Regions from separate parts of the Mus musculus genome. Here region 2 is linked to region 1. A link is a contact called in public Hi-C data. All regions are on one chromosome and are shown on one strand. The core of a region is the stretch at or near the end of the contact, and the rest is flanking DNA. Distances in the headings are between cores, read along the strand shown.

The links. Hi-C and Micro-C count contacts between places; a contact is called where the count stands out from the background.
Region 2: a contact with region 1 is called in a Hi-C map of the HPC-7 cell line, with 2.9 times the contacts expected there. The contact joins two enhancer-like sites. A contact is called at or near these places in 2 of 484 Hi-C or Micro-C datasets (the HPC-7 cell line and cerebellar granule neurons).

Annotation. Positions count from the first base shown.
Region 1 is chr16:57,899,902-57,905,983 of GRCm38.p6, forward strand. No RefSeq gene overlaps it. Among named protein-coding and RNA genes, the nearest start is that of Gm24039, 19 kb to the left of the region's middle. Within about 2 kb of position 2,425, at least 25 of the 459 cell types and tissues checked have an H3K27ac peak or open chromatin away from gene starts, as enhancers often do. A contact at or near this core is called in the HPC-7 cell line, where this site is marked.
Region 2 is chr16:58,152,326-58,158,407 of GRCm38.p6, forward strand. No RefSeq gene overlaps it. Among named protein-coding and RNA genes, the nearest start is that of Gm41463, 6.7 kb to the left of the region's middle. Within about 2 kb of position 3,421, at least 2 of the 459 cell types and tissues checked have an H3K27ac peak or open chromatin away from gene starts, as enhancers often do. A contact at or near this core is called in the HPC-7 cell line, where this site is marked.

The DNA of each region.
Region 1 (6,082 bases), core at 1,175-3,674:
TCACCAGCATCACCAACCATTATGGAAGGCAAGAGAGGTTCATGTGAAGTCACCAAAGCAGACATAGATGCCATGCCTAGGGTAGAAAATGGGTTCCACCAAATATGGAGAAGATTTTCATAATATTGATCGTGGGATTACTGAAGGGATCAGCCATTTTGGAAAACAATTTGGCAGTTTCTTAGCCTCTAAATCTAGCATCCACTCTAAGAATTTTTGAAATTGCAACAAGAAGCCGTACAAGTGTCTATCAAGTGTAGAATAACTGAATACTAGAACAATGCACAGCTCTGTAAAAGAGAAAGCTACTGATACATGAGAAAGGATAAATGAGCTTCATATGTATTATGTTAGTGAGATAAACCAAGCTCAAAAGGCTATAATTCAATCTAAATGACTAGATCAAGGGGAAGCTATAGTATATACAATAGGTAGATGTGACCATTCATAAGCATAAACACAGAGACACACACAGACATACTACACACATATGTATCCATGTAAAACAAACCAACAACAATATAAACAAAGATCAAACAGATCTGATATGTGGTGAGGGCCTGCTTCACACCAGAGTGAGATCTCTTTTGGGGAGGAGAACCAGCCCCATTCATAAAGTCTTTATCTGTACAGCTTAACTAAACCTTAAAAGGCCTTCCCTCCTAATTCCATCATCCTGGCAGAGAGAATTTCAGTGTATGAATCTGGGGTCAGGACATGAGCATTCACTCCATTGTGCAGTCTGATAATTCTCCTCTCTTTCACCAGTCGGCTCCCAATGCCTTCTCTCCCCCCATGTAGCTTTCCAACACATTGAAATTGCAGACTTGCAGTTACCTGTCGAGAAGAGAACAGCTCACATCGTGACCGTTTCTGCCATACATTTAGTGTAACCCAATGGCCAGATTTTTTTTCCATGACTACTTTTCCCATGTCCTTGAACACCAGCCCCATGTTTGCACTTGGAAAGTGCTCAGCAATGATGAAATGCACATAAGTGAAATATGTCTGGTACGACCACACTTTCCTGATGCTTTAGAGATTTGTGAGGTTTTAAAAACCACCCAGTCGGGATCAGATTTTTCTTGTTTGTTGGTGCATATGGAATGTTCAAGCTGGAAGACTCTTAGAGCTCATCGAGTCCAATTCTTTATTTTGCAGAGACAAAAGCTTCATTGCCTGCTGGCCATTATCTGGTAACTTCAGGCACTCTCTGATCTTACATTCCTTGGCCTCCCTCCAGACCCAGGTCTAAGATACGATGTGCTCCTAGAGAAATGCATTCCACTTGGATAAAGCAAAACAAAACAAGAACCCAGCCACCTATTCAACTAGCAGACAGGAGTATAAATATGCAGTTTGGAGGATACATCAGCCATCAGCTATGCTGCGGTTCAGAAAAATGAGGCATATTTAAGCGGCCCTTGGGTTTTCCTCTAAAGGTCATTCAGTATTTGAGTTACTTCAAGGTTTCTGGCAGCCTAGTAATAAGGACTTTTGATTATCTATTTCATGTATTTAGATATTAAAATATAGTTGCACTTCAGGCTGAAGCTTTGTTTTAAAAAGCAAAACCCAGCTATTTTCAAGGTTGTTTTCCTTCATTTGTCCTTAAAACATTGCTATTGAGGGAGTTCAGGGTTCTCTGCAAAAGGCCGCCCTTGGATTGTCAATCAGAAAATTCACCACAAAATCTTAGAACCTCTAAATCTGGGAGGGGGTCTCATTACTAAGGGAAGATGGGGGTGTTTGAAGAGAGGCTCAGCTAGAGAGAGGATTAGGGCTGCCCAGCTCAGTGGTTTAGTTCCCCTCCTCTAACCTAACTCCTTGGAGAAGCTTCTAGGTCCTCAGTTAATCTGTCCTTGAGATTACTCTCATGCAGTAGTGCCTCTTAGGCAAGGACTTATCACTTTTCATGGAGTCAAACATGGGACTTGGTCCCATATATGGGCCTTTCCATCTTGGGATATCATCAAAGGAGACTATTTCTGTCCCACAAATTTCACTTTGAATTGAAGTGGCTAAAAATCAGGTGCATATGACTCCTCTAAAGTCTTACCACCCATGCCTCTAGGGTACACAAGAGCTAAGTCATTAGAGACTTAGTTCACTCTTCCTCTCCTCCCCTCTCCTCCCCTCTCCTCCCCTCTCCTCCCCTCTCCTCCCCTCTCCTCCCTCTCCCTCCCCTCTCCTCCCCTCTTCTCCCCTCTCCTCCCCTCTCCTCCCCTCTCCTCCCCTCTCCTCCCCTCTCCTCCCCTCTCCTCCCCTCTCCTCCCCTCTCCTCCCCTCTCCTCCCCTCTCCTCCCCTCTCCTCCCCTCTCCTCCCCTCTCCTCCCCTCTCCTCCCCTCTCCTCCCCTCTCCTCCCCTCTCCTCCCCTCTCCTCCCAGCTTCTTCCCCTTTGAATGATCAGTTATACTTCCCATTTGCACTGAAAGGATTCACAGGGGATGGAGGAGGGCTGGGTAGGACTTACTGGAAGTACATCTGTACCATCAGCCGTGCTCTCAGTTCTTCCAAAAGGACTGTTTGATCTGACAAGTAAACTCGAGGCAAGGGACTCCTGTAGATCTTAACAGAAAAGAAAAACCAGAGATGGCCACATCCACTCTTGCCTGACAAACAGAGGGTCTGGAAGGACAGTGCCAGGGTGCCTTGTTTGCACAGTTGGCTCTTAGATGCCTGCATTCTGCTTCCAGAATTGTGAAATTTAGATATATCCTTGGGCTGTACATGACGTTTGTTTTCACTCAGCCTCAGTGTCTGTCCCTCACTTCTCATTATCCTGGGCCTCACTGGGCATGAGCACTTCTGCTTAGCATTGCTTTGAATAAGCTTCCTAAGTCACAAAACAGGAACAAACGCCCATTAAGAAACAAGTATTGCCAGTGTTTAGCTAGTTCCCCAAACCCTTTGGAATACGTGCTGACTTATCCTTAGGAAAAACAAGAGTAGAACAAGAAGTTATTTATGAAACATTAAAAATCATGGAAATGGTTAAAGAGCAGCCATTTATTAGTGTGTTCACCTCCCTGTCCACCTCTCCAAAGAGGACCATTTATACTCTGCAGGATTAGCTTGGTGTAAGGAAACCTATCTAATGAAAATCCCATGCTGTAGGCTGAGCTGGAGGGAGCAGTGTGAGGGCTCAGACCCAGGCCTTCAAGGCAGGGGTCAGACACTGTGGTACTTGGTTTGCGGTGGAATATCTGGAAAAAGCATTGGATACATTTTTGTAACCCTGGCTAATGAGTCCCAGTCGGCAAAGCTGAGCTGCACACCACACAGGCAGCGGACCATCAGCTAGCTTCCCATGAATGCAAAGATGTCATGGAAACAGGTCTTGTCTTTTCATGTAACCTGGCAGCTAATTTCCCCCTTAATTAGTCACAATACTATTTACGTAAAGACAAACAAAAAAATTGTTATTTTCTTAAACAAAATTGTTTCAGAACCTGAGACTTTATTTTCCAAGTATGTGATATTTTCTTTCAAAGGGAAGCTTGAAGGTCAGGGAGTTTTTTGGTGGTCTATTAACCATTGTTGTCAGGGTTTGTGAAGGAAAGTGTCCTGAAAAGAGAATGTTCTTCACCTGGCTGGTTTGGCTCTGCTCTAAGAAGCTAAGAAGTCTTCAGTCCTTTGAAGTTTGCAAAGAGTTTGGATGTCCAGTATTCAAGCAGAAGCCCTTTCGTGGATTAGACAGGGATGAAAGGGATTAGAGAGAAATGTCAGGATACTGCTGCTGGGAAGGGCTTCCGAATTGTCCATAGACTCTACCATCCTGTCTCAAATTCAAGTCAGTCTGTGAAATGTGGGCTGTTGTTTTGCCTGTTGGCTCAGCACAGCATAGTGAAGTGTAGGTTCCAGGAGTTCAAGAATGAAAAAAGAAATAGCTTTATTTTAATGAAGATTTTCCTACTTTTGTTCATGCAATATCTCCCCTATTTAACAAAGCTGATGTATTAAGAAACAGCTATTGAGCCATGAACCTCAGTGCCCCAGGTCTCAGTTCCAGGTGGTTGCATAACATACCAAGGTCAGCAATGTGTTGCCATTGTAACTCATCAGACGACTTGTGGAGCATCGACTTGGGGTGTGTGTGTGTGTGTGTGTGTGTGTGTGTGTGTGTGTGTGTCTGTCTGTCTGTCTGTCTGTCTGTCTGTCTGTGCTTCCTGAGAGTTTGGTGACTAGAGTCTCCACTCTTAGGAACCTGTGTTTGAAATCCATAAAGAACCCTTGAACACCTCAGTATGTTCAAGTTTCTGGGTGTGTGTCTTGTTTTCCACAGATTAACAGTTACCAGTTACAGTCAAGATCAGCTCAGGTTGAGCCACGTGAGAGATGAACCGTATCTCTATACCTTAAAAACATTCCATTTACTCCAGGAGAATGAAGGTCAGAGGACAGCTTGAGGGAGAAGGCGCTCTTCCATCCCTGCGGCCAGACACAAGTCATCAGGTTTGGCAGTGTCTTTTCCCTGAGCTACCTTGCTAGCTACCCTTGATTTCTTTTATTTTGTGTTTTAAGCCCTGATTAATCTAAAGCTGGTCTTTTACATCTTTGGTATTTTAACAAAATGTATTTTTATTTTATTTTACATGGATGGCTGTTTTGCCTGCATGTATGTTTTTGTACTACATGTGGTTTTGTACTACATTTTGTACTATTACCTGTGGAGGCCAGAAGAGGGTGTTGAATCCTCTGAATCTGGAGTTACAGACTATTTTAAGCCACCATTTGAGTATTGAAAATTGCCCCTGGATTCTCTCAAGGAGCACCCAAGTGCCTCTAACACCTGAGCCATCTCCCAAGCCCCATACCATATATATATATTTCTTTTTTAAAACTTTCCTTGGGTATCTTTCATCCTTACTCTAATATAAACGTCTGATAACTATAGTTAAATTATTTCTTACTTCCAAGAGGTTTATGTTTCATCCTAAACTCAGTGCTATAGAAATAAAATGGACAGCAGCTATGGTCACCTAAATAAGACTGGTACACAATCAAGTCAATCTAATTCCATCATGGATGCCGGGAAGGGGAGGTTATCACAAGGCTGGAGTCCTAGATGAGGAGGTATTTGCAAATGATGGCTGCAGAGAGAGGGACAGCCATTCTTCTTTGGGGGTGTGGTCACTGATAGGTTGTCTATGCTCAGGCAAGTGGCAGTAGTTATACTCAGTGTGTTATAAAGAAGGGGAAGGAAGAAGAAGAAACAGAGGAGGCAAAAGAGGACGAAATGGAAGGAATATGTGTTTGAGAGGTCTGGTGAGAGGGCAAGGAGGAGCTATATAAATATAAATATAAAATATGTATAATGTGTGGGCATTAATAAATACATACATATGTTTGTATGAAATATATGGATGTTAATAAATATATATAAATATATTTGTATTATATATGTCTATATGTATATTCATATATATATACACACATAGATATAAATGAGAGTGCATCTTTTGTCATGAGAAAGCAGGAGAATTTATAGGAAGACTATATCAGATAGATGCATATCTTTTACATGTTTGAATAAGAAGAGCCTGGGCTCCACATATGTACATGTATAGTCCAATCAAGTATAATACACATGTGGACATGTAATTTTAAGATGTGTTCCAGGACAGCCAAGGCTACACAGTCAAAAAAAAAAATAAAAAGAAAAGGAAAGAAAGAAAGAAAGAGAGAAAGAGAGAGAGAGAGAGTGAGAGAGAGAGAGAAAGAAAGAAAGAAAGAAAGAAAGAAAGGAAGGAAGGAAGGAAAGAAAGAAGGAAAGAAAGAGAAAAAGAAAGAAAAGAAAAGAAAGAAAGAAACAAACAAAGAAAGAAAAGAAACAAAGAAAGAAAGAAAGGAAGAAAAGAAAAGAAAAAAGAAAAAGAAAAAAATGTTTTAGAACATATCTCTTTATAGTATGCCCTAGGGAGTACCCATGTTACTTCATAGGTCATATGCTTCTGCTTCTCAAGGAAGGTGGGGGAGCCATCGGGCTGCTTGGTCCTGTGTACCTGTTGGCTCCTTGATAGTAGTTCCCATGTAGCTTATCCAGGGAAACAGTTACCTGGGTAGTAGTTTTGAACTTCT
Region 2 (6,082 bases), core at 2,171-4,670, 250 kb after region 1:
GCAAGCTGGGAGGGGGGAACTACACAACTTAAGAAACGAAGACCCAAAAGTCATATTGTGCACTCTTTAAATAATCAGAGGGACTTGATTTAATGATTGGTCAACAGCTGCTTCCAAATTTGGGGATGCACAGAATATTTGGCTTAAACCATATTAGTAGGGGCATAATTTTGCTTGGAATAATACCACATGAGCAATAAATACAAAATTAATTTCCTTTCTGCAAAAGATGAATCTCTTCCATATTTGTGGAGTTCATTAGGATGCCACTGGGGCAATGTCTAATGCTAAGTCTCAGGGATTCTTCTCACAGTTCTGTCCTTACAGAACCTTGAGAAATGAGGGTCACCTTTAAGGGAAATTTTACTTCCCTTGGTGGTTTTTTATTTACCCTATCTTCAAGTCGTTTTTAGATATTTTGCATCTGTGAAAAATTTTACTATCACAATGGAAAGCTTACCCTGACAGAGAGGGCTTGCCAGTGCTGTAGGTTAGATTTGCCTTTAAATCATCCAGCCCATCAAAATAGTTCTCTGTATATAATATACTATGGATAAAATATCATTATTGATATTTATACTACATTTTCTTATGACCACTTATCTTTGAACATTGGAATATAATCCAGTTTTGTAAAATTCTGAATTACACACAACAAAATATAAATATATTAAGTGGCTTTTTCTAAGATTCAGGGAACGGATTGAGTAAATAGCTTTATAAAATAAGTGTTAAAAAAAACCCACAAATTCTATTCTGTCCCATCTCTTCTAACAAAAATGACAAAGACAATCTGACTTGACACAGAACTGAAGTGAATGCTCCATTTAAAACATCATGTGCTTTTTTTTTCATGGCATTAAGAAATCTTCAGGAAAATTAATGGAACTGGAAAATATTATATTAAGTGAGGTAACTCCGGCTCAGTAAGACAAACACCACATGTTCCCTCTCACATGCAGATCTTATCCTTGGATTTTTATGTACATGCAATCAAGTGAGAAAGAACATGGAAATAGGTCATGAAACTAGGAAGGGGACCGTGGTAGAGTGAAATGACGTCTGAAGAATGAATGTTGTGATGATCCTAGAATGCATATGACATGAACGTGGGAAGAGAATACTGAGGACAGAAGGCTATAAAGACAGGGGCTGGCTGGGCGGGGTCGGGGGGAGTAGCAAAGCAATGAGGAAAAGGATTGGGCAAAGAAGGATAAAACAAAAAAGGTATTAGAAAAATGTCATAAGAACACCCATTACTGTAGTGGATAACTACAGAGAAACAATATTCTCCAAACCAAAAGGACAGGCACAATATCTGCCCAAGCTCAAGCCAGACAAAATTCCAACATGGAGGAGGGGATATCTATGAACAAAATCCCACCTCTAGCTATTGGTAATTGATCGTAATCATTTTTTAAAGGGTGTGGCAGCTGACAAGTCATCCACTCAATGGGGCAAGAGTTTTGGGTGACACACATTGGACTAGATGTGTTTAGTAGGGAAACAAGGGCTAACCGGAAAGAGTTGGGGGATGGTAACTATGACTAAAACATATTGCACAAAATTCCTAAAGAATTTTGGAAAGGAGACACACACATACAGAGAAAGAGACAGAGACAGGGACAGAGACGACAGACAGAAAGAGAGAGACAGAGAGAAAAGAAAGAGATAGAAACACTCACTGTGCCAGGGCCCACGTGTACAGAGAAAAAGTCACACACACACAAACACACAGAGAGAGACAGAGACAGAGGCAGAGAGAAAAAGACGCTCAAAAGAGGAAGAGAATGGTTAAAAATAGATTCAAATTGATAGAAATACAACATAATCCTAAATGATCTGCATTATGTAGTGCACAGTACTAGAATCACAGTGGCCGGCTCCATCGTGCACTGCAAGGAAATACCATAAGATGTCAGAAGTGTGTGAAATCTCTTCCTGGGAGGCAATTCCCTCCTCTGACTGGCAGCAGGGTTCCAGTCTTTTATGTCTTGTGAAATTTTAATTTTCCTGGATCCTTCATTTCAATAGTCTGGTAGCAAAAGAAAGGGGTACCACTTTTTCTTTAAAATGCCTGCTCTCCTGCCAGGCTAGTAAAACTGCCATCTATAAAGAACAGGGATTTTAAAAAATTTTAATATACCAACATAAAAGCAGTCCAGTAGGAAATGTACAATTTTATTATGTCATTCATTCATTCATTTATTCATTCATTTTGGGGTACCTGTGCCAGGGCCCACATGTGAAGACCAGATGGCATCTTATAGGAATCTATTCTCTCCTTCTGTTGTGTCTATCCACAAGGATTGAACTCAGTTTTACAAGGCTTGGAAACAAGTCCCTTTACCTGCTGAGCCATCTCCCAGGTCCAATTATACATATTTCCTTTTCAAAATATTATAGTGATTCCTATTATATTAAAAGCTTTATTTTACACAGAATATTGCAATCGTTCACCATTTCATTTTCTATTTAAATCATTGAGGCAAAATTATTTCACCAGGAATTCATAAATAAAAGTGTATAGTAAGCTAGAGCAGCACAAAAATGATTTCTGTCCTGACTCTGCCATCAGCACGTATTGACTTATAAACCCAATGCAGTGCTAGGTGAATGTACTTCAGGGCTGGGTTTCCTACCATCCCTTCTTTGCTGCCCTGAATTAGCACCAGTCATCTCTAGAGTCAAGCATGTCTTCCTGAAATCTAACTAAACCTGCTATCCTTAGTACCAGCTTACTTGCTAACCTCATTTAAATTAGTTTTTCTGCTTGAGGCAGAACAGGTTTGAGGTCAACAGAACCTCTGCCTGGTCACTCTAAATCAAATTCTGCTGGTAATTAACAATCAGTTAGGGAATTAGCTCACATTTTCTCTAGGAGTCATTTTAATAATTATTATTATTATAACAACAACAACAACAATAAAACAACAGCAATCCATCTGGTGACCTTTACTTAGCTAACCTAGTCCTCACCCCACTAATCATTCTCACTGTTAATTCTCTGTATTTTTCCCCCGGCAAAATCATCAGAAATATTTTGTTTTGACTCGGCTACAGGCACAGATTCTCATGACAGAATTCTGATCAACCTCCTGAGTCTTGGTAAAGGCCAGAGTCTTACAGTTGCAAATACCTTCCTGCTGTGTATTTCACTGTTTTTAAACTGCTCCCTTAGTGACTTAAAGGGCTAGAGGCTGGGAGAGGAACAAGAGGCATTGCTCCCCCAAACGAGTTCAGATAATGAGGACTGGATTTTGTGGAATTCAGTCCCTTAACATAATGTTGGTTTGGGCGCTGGTGTAAAGATTGTATCTAGAATACAGACATCTGCGCCTAATGAGATAGCAGCACACATGTGGACCTTGCATAAACAATGTTTTTCAACCTAGCTATTGCTGGCTGAGTCAATAAAGAGCTGTCAGCAATAAGGAAAATCATCCCTGACACCTACTGGCCAGCAGTGTCCCCCAAATAGGGCAGATGAAACCACTTTAGAGAACAGTTACATTCATGGGTTATCTTACAGATGAGCTAGAAGAAAAACACAATTTGTAGCTGGAATTTCTCTTCCAAAGCAATGCAATGCACACACATGCTCACATGCGCAAGCGCACACGTGCATACACACACACACACACACACACACACACACACACACACACAGACACATACACACACATACACACACATACACACACACACACACACACACACACACACACACACACACACACACATACACAGAGAGCCTGGGAAGGAACATATAGAGAGGGAGAAGGGAGAAGGAAGGAGGAATTGAGGGAAGGAAAGAGAGAGAATGTGTGTGTGTGTGTGTGTGTGTGTGTGTGTGTGTGTGTGTGTTTTGCATAGAGAATTAGCCTGCTTCTTGTGCTTCACTCATATATAGTAGGATACTGCTGCTCAGCCCTAAATGAGACATCTGAATCATACTCCATCCTCCTGAGACTCAGGCTAACTGTGAAAGAGGATACAGAAAGACTGTACGAGTCAGAGGTGGTGGGTGACTATAATTGTATTTTCCAGACACAAGACAGTTCCACATATGAATTCACAGAGGTAAAACATTTACACATGACTTCCACATGCTCAAGTCTGATAAAACAAGAACATGAAGAGAGGAAGGGGATGTGAAATCCCACCCCTATCTTAGGAGCTATTGACAATTAATGGCTACTCAGAGCAGGAGAGTCAGTTTTTGATAGGGGTGTGACCCCTGGTATGTGGACCACACTCTAGTAGATAGCGACTTACCCAAGCGTAGATAGGCAGTACTAATTGGACTTGAAAGTTAAAAAGGAAGAGCTGGTGAAATGGCTCAGCAGTTAAGAGCACTGACTGCTCTTCTGAAGGTCCTGAGTTCAAATTCTAGCAACCACATGATGGCTCACAGTCATCCGTAATGAGATCTGCCACTCTCTTCTAGTGTGTCTGAAAACAGCTATAATGTACTTACATATAATAATAAATAAGTCTTTTTAAAAAAAAAGTTGCTGGGCAGTGGTGGCACATACCTTTAATCCTAGCACTTGGAAGGCAAAGGCAGGCAGATTTCTGAGTTCAAGGCCAGCCTGGTCTACAGAGTGAGTTCCAGGACAGCCAGGGCTACACAGAGAAACCCTGTCTCGAAAAAAAAAAAAAAAAGTTAAAAAAGGAAAAAAAAAAGGAATGGGAGATTGGATAAGGAGAGAGTTTCAGAGAGGAGAATTAATATCATCAAAATTTATTAATTGAAATATCAAAGAAACAATAGAATAATTTATTTTAAAAAAAAAAGATTATAAAGCCAATGGAAAAACTCCACGATTCCAGGTATTCACTATTACTGAAACCAGGTCTAAGTGTACAATAGATCCTGACCTTAGCAGATGTTTTCTTCTTTGTTAACTCTGATTGTTTGGGTAGAGCCCAGGGAAAAGACTTCGAGAGTACAAGGATGGGAGGAAAGAGCACACATAGGTTTGTTGCTGCCTAGAGGACAACCTAGGAGCTCAGTCAGGAGAGACAGAGGAATGTGGCTGGACTGGCCCAGCTCATGCCTTCACCCAGTCCAAGTGCAATTTTATACAAAGTGCCTCAACTTATCTCTTTTTAGTTTTTAAGGCTGAGAACAACTTTGTATTATCCAAGCTTGAGAATAAAATATTTTGCTCATTCTTTGTACTTAATAGTGAACTTGAGACAATAAATTAAAACTAGGCTTTGTTAATTGTTGTTTTAGGAATATGGAGACCTTTAGTTGAGTAAGATACATGAACCTGCCATCAGGTTCAAATTTAAATCAAGCATGAATGGAAATGGCAAACAAAAGTTACACAGGACTAAAAGCACTGGAAGTCATTCTGAAGTGCCACATAACCCCTTTGGTTGGATGTCATTAAATCCCTCCTTGATGACTGTAACAACAACCAGGTATAGTTGGATATTGCTATACCAACAAATAAACCCACGTAATAACTGAGTCTGTGGTGTTACACAGTCTCCTCGAACACAGGCCACCTGAGCCCCTCAAAGAAGGAAACCAAGGTTGAAAGGGTTTAGATGATTTTCCCAAACCATCATCTCTTTGTCTTGACTGTGATCTAGATTTCCTAAGTCTCAAGCTAATGATTCACAGCCTTCAATTCATAGGACACCCCATGCAAAGATAATAGATATACTTTGGGGCATTCTTCTGCTAAGATACAGTTCTAAATGAGCATATTGGTGTAGATAAACTCAGCAAAGATGTTTTTATTCTGTTGCCCAATTATTAGTATGCCAAAATGCAGAAGATATATGTTCCCTGCCTTCAAGACTGCTAGCTGTTAAAAAAAAAAGAGTACAATTGTAAATCAGTACAATTTCTATTTATATTTATCTGACTCTTTCTACATGCAAAGAAGCACATATGTTTAGATTTCATGTGAGGAGCAGATTTGAGATGACAAAGCATGGTCTCTAAAGGGGTTCACAGAGACTAGGGCAAGTGGTACTGTGGTTTCAAGGTAACAAGAGTGGGAGATGAGAAAGAAAAGCCCTGGGGAAGGTTCATCTCCAGGGCTGGTGACTCCAGCCT